Linked DNA regions of Gossypium hirsutum: region 2 is linked to region 1. The links are chromatin contacts, called in public Hi-C maps. All regions are on one chromosome and are shown on one strand. The core of a region is the stretch at or near the end of the contact, and the rest is flanking DNA. Distances in the headings are between cores, read along the strand shown.

What was found. A called contact is a pair of places that touch in the nucleus more often than the background predicts.
Region 2: a contact with region 1 is called in a Hi-C map of leaf, with 2.0 times the contacts expected there. The contact joins the promoter of LOC107898875 here to the promoter of LOC107898872 in region 1. A contact is called at or near these places in 12 of 34 Hi-C or Micro-C datasets (callus, fibers, hypocotyl and 2 more).

What each region holds. Positions count from the first base shown.
Region 1 is chrD04:52,843,527-52,849,698 of Gossypium_hirsutum_v2.1, forward strand. LOC107898872 (E3 ubiquitin-protein ligase RING1-like) reads left to right here and starts at 3,498. Exons shown (of 2, transcript NM_001425982.1): 1 at 3,498-4,546. The coding sequence starts at 3,525. The coding sequence ends at 4,541.
Region 2 is chrD04:53,022,319-53,028,490 of Gossypium_hirsutum_v2.1, forward strand. It overlaps LOC107898875 (FAD synthetase 2, chloroplastic), which reads left to right and starts at 3,998. Exons shown (of 7, transcript XR_001684513.2): 1 at 3,998-4,418; 2 at 4,628-4,680; 3 at 4,766-4,901; 4 at 5,013-5,188; 5 at 5,300-6,108; 6 at 6,169-6,172. It overlaps LOC107898874 (50S ribosomal protein L15), which reads left to right. Exons shown (of 4, transcript XM_016824439.2): 1 at 1-1,088; 2 at 2,271-2,354; 3 at 2,437-2,526; 4 at 2,886-3,325. The coding sequence starts at 696. The coding sequence ends at 3,146.

The DNA.
Region 1 (6,172 bases), core at 2,248-4,747:
ATACTTAATTTACTTTTAAAATACTTACCCTTTCTTAATGACTAAAATTTTGGGTATTACAAATCCTCTATATTTTGAATAACGCATGGTTGGTGGAGGATTCTTTTGAAGTGCATGAAATGGAAAGGAATGTTTTTAATTTTGTGTTTAAGACAAAAAGAAATGACAAGTTAAAAGTCCTCAACAAAGTCTTGGATGACCACCTTATGCTGAAGGAATGGTCTAGGAATGGGGGGTTTGTAGGATGTGGATCTTGCTACAACTGAATTCTGGGTACAAATTCATAACATCCCACTTTAACAACACAGAAGAGAAAACTTGGAGAAAATTAATCAAGTGATCTACAGAGTTTCTATGGTTGACTTTAAAGTAAACCAAAATGGATGCTGATAGAAAGAGTTCATTCAATTACAAGCTATTGTGAAGGTGAAAAAGCCTTTAACTCAAGGCTTCAACTCAAACGACTTGGTAAAGATGATCTTGTTGCTTCGTTTTTCTATTAAAGATCACCTGATATATGTTTTTCATGTAGTCGGTTTGACCATTCATTTAAATTTTGCTAGCCATTTTTGAATCTAGTCGTAAAAAAGTTTATGGTGAGAGCATTGTCTTTATCACGGTGAGGCCGTAAAGTTTCAGAGACTTCTAAGATTACATTGAATGTATTGAAAAGAAGTGGTCTAATTGTATGGGAATATGTGCACCTGGAAGCATTAAAGAATGTGATGATGGATATGACAAAACTAACAATGATGGGACGAAAGAGAGCCAGGTGCGGGTTGGAGTAGAGGGTGATAGACCTAGACCACTGCAAAGGCCCCTAAAAAATGTAGAAAATAACTTAGGAAAAGGCCTACTTTGACCTAGTTCTAATAGAAGAGGGCTTTATCAGCACCGAAGTCATGATCCACTTTGAACAAAATATAGGAGAAGTTAGAAGTAGGAGCTTGGGGCTTCCAAGTAAGGTAGACCTGAAAACAGAAGTTACCCATTGGCTGGAGGTGCACTAAGAATAAGATGCAGAGATTAGACTTGTAATGGGTTGATTTAAAATTTAAAATTTGATTTTTAGGCTCGAGTTTAGCATGAACTAAAAAATAGATTTAAAATTCTATTTTAAGTTTGACTTAGATTAAAAATAGGGTAAATTGTTAAAATAGTCACTTTTATTTCCCTTAGGTTACATTTTAGTCACTTATATTTGAAATGTTACGTTTAAGTCACTTACGTTAACATGTTGTAATATTTTAGTCACTGAGCCGTTAATTATCGTTAACAGTGTAACAGTAAGCTGACGTGACACGTTAAATCATCATTTCAGACAAAAAATTTAGGTTAAATTATACAATTGGTCCCCAAAATTTTTTCGTTTTAAGCACTTTTTTCTTTTATATTCTTTTAACTTTCCCATCTTCTTTTTTTCATTCTCTTCCGCTTCTCCATCTCTTTTAACGTAAAAGAAAAAAATTAAATTTCTCAAAACGAAAAAAATATAGGGACCAATTGTATAATTTAACCTAAAATTTTCGTTTAAAATAATGATTTAACGTGCAACATCAGCTTACTGTTACACTGTTAATGACAATTAACACTCAGTGACTAAAATGTTACAAGACAATAACATAAGTGACCAAAACGTAACATTTCAAATATAAGTGACTAAAATGTAACCTGAAAGAAACAAAAGTGACTATTTTGATAGTTTACCCTTAAAAATATTAAACTCGGACTTGAATCCGACTTGCCCGGATTAAATTTTTTAGATTATTCTTTTATATAAAACAAATTTTAAAAATATAATACATCCAATACACTAAAAATATTAAAATAAATATTTTTCAATAAACTGAAAATACATTAAAAAATCTTTATACTTAAAAAAAATATTAAGATAGTTACAATTCAACAAACAAATGCCTCTCAAATAGTAACAAAATTAACAATAAAACATGAGTTATATAATATCCAAACAATAATAAGAAAATATAGCAATATAACAACAAAATAATAGGAAAACAACAACAAAACAATAGATTCGGGTCAGATCAAGCCTAAACAAAAAAAAATTACCTGAAACTCGACTCGTTTAAAAAATATGCATTATTTTTTGTCTAAGTCAATTTTTTAAATCTACATTTCTGGCCAACCATTTCACCATTCGAGCGGTTTGGACTTCGGTAAGTGACCCGATCTTTAATCGGGTCTAGTGGAGATCTTAGAGTTGGGTAGGAGGAAATGAGTCAAGATATTGCTACAAAGAGATTCTAGAAAAGGTAGAGAAGGAAAACATTTGATGGGCTATGCCGAAGGAAATTGAACTTATGAAATATTAGTTAAGTTGTTTGAGAGGAGGTGACGGAATGAAGCTAATCGAGGCACCACTACAAGAATAAGAAAGAAGGACCGAGGGGATTGAGGAAGGTGGGACTTCCTCAAAGGAAAGATTTATGCTGAAATTTGATTGATTCATTCAGGGGTAGGAGCAAGACCTTGAATGAAGCAATAATCATGTAGCCTGTTTGTTTGATGGGTTGATGCTGATTAGAGTTAGTGGTCAGTCGATCCAAGATTTAAAGTTCAACAACGATAGCTACTTATATTGCTTAAAGGTTGTCTTCGGTTAAGGTTCTTGTAACTTCCCCTATGCGGTGTTCATGCTTAATTTCTTTGTCGTTTTTAAGGTCAACTTATTTGTTTTTTTTGGAGCATGTATTTGCAATGGTTAAATGGGTGGTTTCATTAGTCTAGCAAGCAAGACCTAACATTGTCGACCCACCTAACGATTTTAGGTGGTTGAGCCTGGCATGGGCATGACCTTAAGCTAGTTTCTCTAGTTATTAACTACCTTTAGAAGATTAATTGATTACATTTGTTCTTTGGGAATAGTTACGCTTATGTGGTTGTTTTTTTACAACTCAGGCGTAGGAGTAAATCACTTCCACTACTTGCACCACTAGCAAGCGATTTTTAACCTATTAGATTTAAGTTATCTATATAATAATTATATTTTCATATTTTCTTGGTGCAATTTTTATATCGTTGATCAGAGTAAAATATTTCTAGCACACACACCACTAACAAGTAATTTCTAGATTCCATCTCAGGCAATGATTATGGAGCTTACAACTTTAACCAATTGGTTAAACGTCGAGTCTTGATTCTTTGAGACAATATTTGAATAAATTATAATCTGTTCATGAGCTTTAAATTAAAAGATAATAGATATTTATAAATTTATATATTTTTATGTTACTATAAGTAATAATGTGAATTAAGGTAAAATTGAATTAAAATAACTTGGGGGTGGGCACAATTTAAAATTTGTTGGCTAAGAATTTAGATTGTGGTAGTGAATAGTGACCATCAAATACCCTCTAATTATTTAAAAAGTAATTAATTAAACTTGGTATAGCTTCTAGAAGCCTCTAAAAAGAGAAAATTGATCTCCCTAAAAGACCCCCTTCAATACACATTTCATTTTCCTCTCTGGCTCTTCCGTCCAAAACAATCCTAAAAGGTGAAACATGTCGTCCGACGGGAACGTCACCGGCGGCGGCGGCGCTAACACCGTCGGCGTAACCAATAAGCCTTTCTTTTGCTACCAATGCAACCGTACCGTTAACGTAACGATATCCCCTCCCTCTTCTGATCCGACTTGTCCCATTTGCAACGAGGGTTTCCTCGAAGAATACGACAACCCAAACCCTAATCAAGGTTCCGGTTTCCTAAACCCGAATCCGAACTCAATCCCGTTCCATGACCCTTTCTTGACGTTATCGGATCCGTTCGCTTCCCTCCTTCCGCTCCTTTTTCCGTCCTCTTCATCCACAACTACCTCATCCTCTGCTTCTATTGACCCTAATAACCCTAGCCTATCTGGGCCGACCCGCTCAGGTCGAGGCGACCCGTTCGCTTTCGATCCGTTTACCTTCATCCAGAATCATCTCAACGATCTGCGTTCAAGCGGGGCGCAGATCGAGTTCGTGATCCAGAACAATCCGTCCGACCAGGGCTTTCGGCTTCCGGCGAACATCGGGGATTATTTCATCGGACCGGGCCTTGAGCAATTGATCCAGCAGCTGGCCGAAAACGACCCTAACCGGTATGGGACCCCACCCGCATCTAAATCAGCCATTGAAGCGCTGCCTTCGGTGAATATAACGAAGAATAACTTGAATTCGGAGTTCAACCAGTGTGCAGTTTGCATGGACGATTTCGAGGAAGGAACTGAAGCCAAGCAGATGCCCTGTAAGCATCTTTATCATAAGGATTGCTTATTGCCGTGGCTGGAATTGCATAATTCGTGCCCCGTGTGTCGTCACGAGCTGCCTACTGATGATCCTGATTATGAGAGGAGGGTTCGCGGGGCACAAGGGACCAGTGGTGGTAATGACGGTGATAATAGTGGGCAGAGGTCTGATGGGGATAATCGGACTGTCGAGAGGAGTTTTAGGATATCGCTGCCTTGGCCGTTTCAGGCTCGGGGACCTGGTCCTGCACCAGGTGATAATGCAGAGACCAGGCAAGAAGATTTGGATTGAGAATTGTAAGTATCTTTATTCTGTTTTAACAATTGTATGCATTATGATACCCTTTTTTCTAGTGCTATCTTGATAATTTTGGTGTTTCTGAAAGTTGGGATTTTAGTTCAATTTATTGTGAATCAAATTTAGTGTTGAATGATGATCAAATGAATTTACCAGCTAATATAGTGAAGCTTTTCATCCGAGTTTTGGGTATTCCAAGGTCATGAGGAATCTGGAGAAGAAAATGAGACTGCCTGCTAAGCATGACAAATTATCGAATTTTCATGCATGTTATGAAGTTCTTTTATTGCCTTAGGATCTTGCAGCATTTGATCAACAAATGAAACATGCAATTGTGTGAATTTTATAGGAAGTAATTAGTCAAAGACGAATAGATGCATTCTTTTCTTGGAAGTCACTGACTGTCAAATGTAATGTCTGAAAGGCTGTTTTAGATTATTTCCTTGAATTCATTGACACCATGATGCCTTACAATTTCAAAACCATCTTTCGTCTTTCTTTATAAAAATATTTGTAAAATGACACTAGTAGAGTCACTGAGCAAGAACTACAATTTGAGTTTGTTAGCACTTCATTTTGTGTGCTCACTGTTCATTCAACTTGGTAATTATCTATAAAGAGTGTAGTTGATAAATATGAAGGTGGAGATAAATAATACATTTTTGAGGTTATACGTGTTTAATCCTATCTTAACCTTTCGAGGGAAAGGAGAAGTCTGAACTTGATTAAGTATCAAAAACTTTCTTGTCTTGTGCTTTCAAAACCCATAGTGTAGCTTAGCTTTTGATATGAGAAGTTAAAAAGTACAATGATAATGTAGGGAATTTTACTGTTTTATTCTGGAATATTGGCATCCGATTGAGGTGTTGTTCCACAAAAGAGTGGCAGTTGGGTTGTCTTTTTATTTAGGTAATAAGGTGAAGGAGAACATAAGTTGTGGAGAAAAGTAGTAGTTGTGAGGGTGTCAAGGTGAGGAATTAAAATATAGAATCATAATTTCATTATATACTTGCTGTTTATGAACTTGTGGCACTGACATTGTAACCCATGGAATTAACTCCTGCCAAGTTCTCAAACTTGTGTATAGATTGTCTTGCATGTTATTTTATTGTTAAGCTTTCTGAAGATACTTGTGGTCTTAGCACTGAGGCGTTAAACCTTTTCTATTTTCTTTAGACTGCTTTTTTTTTTTTTGAGAGAAATCTTGCTGAAATCTAGTGAACATCTTAATACTGAGAGTGGCTAGTAGCTTTTGATTCTTCTCTTTTAATGCTGCATGTGCCTTCTCTTGCATTCATACTGACCAATGTCAAATGTCAATCTGATTTTTTTTAATAAGGGGTAGGGCTGTCCCCGGATTGAACCCGGGATGGGTGTCAATTGAAGACTTGAGCGCAAGTTCTTCCCCACTCCAACTGTGGTTCAATCAACCAATCTGAATAAATTTTGATGCTGTTGAAATAGTGGTATTATATTATCTGGGAACTTAAATTCAATATGCTCAGTTGAGTTGATGATATGCTGATAATCCATGTTTGCTTAATAACCTTGTAAGGAGTTTGAACTTATTGTTAATCCCCTCTTTACCTTTCTAAAAGAGAATTAATTGTTAGCTAAAATGTTAG
Region 2 (6,172 bases), core at 2,748-5,247, 180 kb after region 1:
TCGCCCCACTTGGGGACAGAGTTGCATAAACAGTAAATTAATAACAATATTGATATCTCAGCAATTAGAAGATTGCAATTGATTGTTAATTTATTGCCCAACTGTAAGAAACAACCTTTTCCAATTTTCTTTATTTATTATAAAGCAGGGTCATCTTCATAATCAGTTGCCCCACTTGGAGGAGGAGGTGGAGGTATCGACGGTAGTGGAGATGGGGAAGCGAAAGAGGAAGGTAAATTTTGAGGATCAAATTGAGATTAGTTGTAAATTTTGAGGGTTAATTTTTTAAAATTGTAAATAAATTGACATAAAATGTAAAAATTGAGAGCTAAATTTATTGTTATATTGATTTTTCAATTGCCATGTTACCCTCCTGTCAATCGCACTTAACGGAAATGGACAAAAGAGAACAATCTCAATTAGTTGAGTGACCAAATTTAATAAATTGATAGTTAGGTGACCAAAAGAGAAAAGGGGCAATAGTTGGGTGACCAAATTAAAAAAATTGGTAGTTGGGTGACCAAAAAAGAAAAGGACAATAGTTGGCTGACCTATGTTGTAGTTTACCCTTTAAATCAAAATTTCCCACAAGCGAGATCACTTTTTTATGAAACGAAACCCTAGATCACTACCGTAACACATGATCAAAATTTCCCAATTCGATTGAAAGCCCCGAAACCCTAACATTTTTTGCAATGATTAGAAGAATACTCCCTTCAATATCCTCAGTTTCTTCTCATTTCCTCAAGACCAAACCCATCTGCAGCCCATCACCACTCCACCATTTCCATTCTCTGCAATCTCTCCAATGTTCCAACCCCATTAACAAAAATGGGTCATTATGGTTTCAGGGTATTAGGTCTTATAGTCTTTTGAGCTTGAATGATCTGAGAGACAATGTTCCCAGAAAACAGAAGACGAGGAAAGGGAGAGGGATTGGGTCTGGTAAAGGAAAAACGGCTGGGAGAGGACATAAAGGACAGAAAGCTAGAGGTAATGGCAAGTTGGGATTTGAAGGAGGGCAGACCCCTATGCGGCGGCGTTTGCCTAAACGCGGCTTTAAGAACCCTTTCAGCCTCACTTTTCAGGTACCATTTTTCTTTATTTTTTCTTAGATATTTTGTAAATCTGAAGGGATACTTTTCTTTCTAGAAGTTTTCTTTCGTTGCATTTATATGAAATATATGTTGAATTAATGTCCCCTTTCTCATGGCTTATGTGTTATGTTTATTTGATACTGAAAATATGCAATTTCAAATATATATGTATATATGTAAATGATGGAATTTCCTATATGGATGGTAACTAGTGAATTTGCAAGTGAAATGCAAGTTCTTGCCTTAGTCCATTTTGTGGGGAGAAAGTATTAAGAGTAGAAAACATGCGCATTATTATGGTTGTTCCTTGCTACAGTGTTTCTCTTGACTTGTGTATTATGTTTATTTGAAGAAAGGGAATTGTATGTAAATGTTGAAGTTTGCTAATTGGTTGGTAACTAGTGAATTTGTGAGTGAAATGCTAGTTCTTGCTTTCTCCTTCTTTGGGGGAATGAATTAAGAGTAGAAAACATGGCACATTATCATGGTTGTTCCTTGCTACACTTTTCTACTTGGCCAAAAGATGAAAATGAATCAGCTAGACCAGGATTTCTACACACTTTATCAATCCGCACCTCAATGCGATTGCATGTTGAACTTATTTTACTCATAAGTTAGAAAGGAAGGAGAATTATTTTCTCATAGTTTTCGCATTTTGAGGTTTGATCTATCATTGCTGCTGGATATTGGGATATGTATTTTGATTCTCCTATAACCATCTTACGAGCTGATGTTTCTTTGGGTTATTTGTTACTTTTAAAAAAGTTTTCTTTTCTTTTTTAATCCTTTGTGCAAACTCATATATAGAGGCCCAACATAATTGAAGTTCTAAAGGGAAATGTGCTATTATACTTTTGCCAGTTGATATCTCCAATATGGTATCATGTGAGATGGAAATTTATGTATTGATTATCTTGAATGCTTGTAGTCAGCTTTGCCGTGGATGATGTTCATTTTACATTTCTTTTAGTCCATGGAGGTTTCTATCTTGTTTAGCTACTTTAACACTACCTTTTTAAGGAATAAATAAGTTAGAATTTCCGTTCTGTACTTTTTTGGCATTGAGAATTAATTCTTGTGTTGATGTTCATGACAACGAGAAAATTTGCGTACTAATTGCCAAGCTTTTTCTCTTCACTTGTTAAATTACTTGTACATTCGTTTTTCCGGCAGCCAGTAGGATTGAGAAAAATTGCCAAGCTTATAAATGCTGGGAAGATAGATTCTCATGAATTGATCACGATGAAGACACTCAAGGTAGAGTTAACTCTTGCTCTGATATTCAAAGTTAAATCACCTTTTAAGGGTAATGTTCGCACTAATTATTGCTGTTACGTAGGATGCTGGGGCCATCGGGAAACAGATAGAGGATGGAGTAAGGTTGATGGGTCGTGGTGCTGAACAGATCAAATGGCCAATTCATCTCGAGGTAAAAGATTTGACTTAAATCGTTCATGTTACACTGCTGACTTGTCATTTCTTCTTCTTAGCCCTTTTCAAATTAACTTATGTTGGTTTAGAATAATTAAAAGAACCGCGCATCATCTAATGTATTTATTAATTCTACTTGCACGTTATCTTTTATAGGTTTTACTTTCGGATAGATCAATCACACTTATAGACTTCTAATCTTTTACTAGTGTTTTTCGGGTGCTAGTTAAATATGTTCTGTGATGTTGAATTGAGTGAACCTTTAGATTCCGTGTGTCGATTCATTATGCATGTGTTTCCTTTTCTTGATTGATTGGAACCGGGAAAAGGAGTCGATCTGACTGTTGAAATTTACAGGTGTCAAGGGTGACTGTTAGAGCAAAGGAAGCAGTCGAAACTGCGGGTGGATCTGTGAGGAGAGTTCATTATAACAAATTAGGGTTGAGAGCTTTGCTCAAACCCGAGTGGTTTGAAAAGAAGGGTAGGTTGTTGCCAAAACCAGCCAGGCCTCCTCCGAAATTGAAGGATAAAGTTGACAGCATTGGCCGCCTGCCTGCTCCAACAAAACCTATCCAGTTTTTCACTGAAGAGGAGCCAGCTACCTCTCCTGCTTTGTAGACAGATGCTCAGTTTGTTGGTTGAACAGCAAGATTGATATTCATAATGAGTTATTTTGCGATCAGATTTTGTTTTCTCGGACTCATAGTGTTGTGGATTTTCCGTGTTTCAGAGGAAACTAATCAATACATGCAATCCCTTTCCATGTCAAGAAAATAAGTGAAAAAAAATTCTTTGCACTCGGTTTGATCACATCAATCTTTGACTTGTGTTTCGCACTTGATTCAGAATCTGGAAAACGCAAGTTCATCTCCATGATTCTTATCCATTTGAATCTGGCTGCCTGATCTCTCTCCTTGTGATCGAACTTGGTGGTTACATCCGGTGCAAGAGACGATGAACTTGTGAATGGAATTTCGTCTTTGTTCTGTGAAAAATTCTAATGTAGCTGAAATTACAGGGCGTATTGCAGCATCACAAGCAAACTTAAAAGAACTGAATATGAAATATAGGAAGAATAATTATGAATGTCGAAAAGATTAATATTTATAGATCATAAAATAGAGGATACATAGATCATACAAAAAAATCTATATATTTATATTATATGTATAAACTTTCTAGTCTTACAATTATACTAACCGATTGGAGGATATTATACACTTACGAACATTTGCATCAATTATTACAATAATCGATTCAACTATTAATTCAATTTATCATAAAATTTATAAATTATAAAAATTAAATTAAATATTTAAATTCTGGACAAGTGATTTTATATCGATTCAATCTTCTTTCAATTTGTTAATAACATAAGTTTCGGATTTAATTGATTGGTGTAATTCGATTCAAATGTTGATGAAAATTTAGAAATATTTTTCGTTGAAATTAATTAAATAAGACAAATATCAGAAAATAGCCTAAAATAAAATCAGTAACGGTGTAAAGCGCAAAGCCGCAAAAGCCCTACCCGTTGCTACTTACTGTTACTTCATCTTCTTCAGTACGATGTAGTTATGGAGCAAAACACATCCTACACTTTGTTTATTTATTTATTTTAACAATAATAACAATAAAAGTTCGACAAAAAATGTTGGCTTGTGGCGGCTCTCGCATCTCTCATCAAAATTTGGGTTCACGATTTTGCTCCACCGGAATCTTTCACCTCTCTTCTTTCACGGTTAAACCTCCCTCCTCCGCTGCCGCCACCGTCGCCGCGATTGTTGATAATAATTCTCATAATCCTCGATTTCATCCTCGATTTGTTTCTTCCTCTAGTCTTCAATCCAAATCCGCCGGCGACATTCCTTTTCCCCCCGTCTCCTTCAGGTTCCCTTTTTTCTTTTACTTTTTTAACAAGTAATTTCAGCTTCTCTGGTGTACATAATTTTAGCAGTTTGCTTTAATCTCTTTTTTTTTCAATCAATTTAATTAAATGGGTGTTCAAATTTGACGTAGGGTTCCTTTTTTATTTGAATTGGTTGTATTAGTTTTTTTGTTTTTCGAAGCATCTAAATAAATTTTATTTTTGTGTAAAGCCAACGAGAAGACGAGCATGAGAAGCCCTCTGAAGCACTATCCTCAGTGGCAGGTTTCTTTTCATGTTTTTCTCCACTTCTATTTTACCATAACTCATATTTTTGTGTTAGTATACTTATGTCATGTGTTGATATTAGGAGGGACAGTGGCATTGGGAAAATTTGATGCTCTTCACATTGGTCATAGAGAACTTGCAATTCAAGCATCAAAGGTTGGAACCCCATACCTTTTATCATTTGTAGGAATGGCTGAAGTTCTTGGTTGGGACCCTAGGTAAAGTTAATATAAATACACATATACATGCATATAATGTTTGTGTAATGCTGTAAAGCTTTTTGTCTATTTTCGTTTCGTTACACTGAAGCCTAGTATGGTTTTGGACAGGCCACCCGTAGTTGCACAATGTGATCGTGAGCGTGTTCTTTCCTCTTGGGCTCCATATTGTGGTAATGTGGCTCCCAAGGAATTCCAGGTACAGTTTATGAGCGTTAGGCATCTTAGTCCGAGGCAGTTTGTAGAGAAGTTAGCGAGGGAGCTCGGAGTTTGTGGAGTTGTGGCAGGTATACTAAAAGCTATTTCAACTCTTAGGATTTTGTTTATCTCGATATTATCGAGTAAAAGCTTGATCCGGATAATTTGAAATAGGTCGTTTCGATGGCTAATTGTCACAGGTGAAAACTATCGCTTTGGCTATAAAGCTGCTGGTGATGCCTCAGAATTGGTGAGACTCTGTGATGAGTTTGGTATGGGTGCTTACATAATAAATTCTGTCATGGACAGGCACCAAGATGCAAGAAATATGAACCGTTTAGATTTAAAAGACAGGGGACAAGTATCATCTACCCGTGTTCGGCAGGCTTTAGCTGAAGGTGACATGAAATACGTGTCAGAGCTTCTAGGCCGCCCGCATCGTTTATTATTGACGATTAAAGACTGGGAAAGCTTAACTAGTACTAGCAGTACACAAAGGATGTCAGCACCAAGATCTTCTTTGCTAAATCTACCACCAAAAGATGGTTTTTACGAGAACTGTTCTCTTTTATTTGGAGAACAAAATGCAGTAACATGTAGAGTGTCTATCGACACATCGCATATCCATCTAGAGATGGATCGGGTAGATTTTTGTGATAATGACTATTCTCAAAAATCACAGGTCTTGGGTATTGAATTTGGTGAATTAAAGAGTTAATTTCGTTTAGTTCATTTCAGGAAAGTACTTGATGGGTGAGAACTCTCAGCCATGTTTAAGAGCAATTACCATATACGTATATCCCCCATATGAGAGGATCTGTATTTCTTTATCAGTTAAATCATTGAATATAGGATTCATATCAAATTTGTTATGGTGGAAATGAATTATGTTTTCCTCTCGCAGGAACTGCTTTCATTCAATCATATTGATTAGTTAGCTGACTCGAAATTATTTCTGAATTTGTATTGGCTTTGAAGGATCTCATCTATCGGTACCTTCACAGTATAGGTGAGTGCGTGTGAATCTTTAAATTTATTGCTTGGTTTTTGTTTCTAATGAATCTTTCAGTATG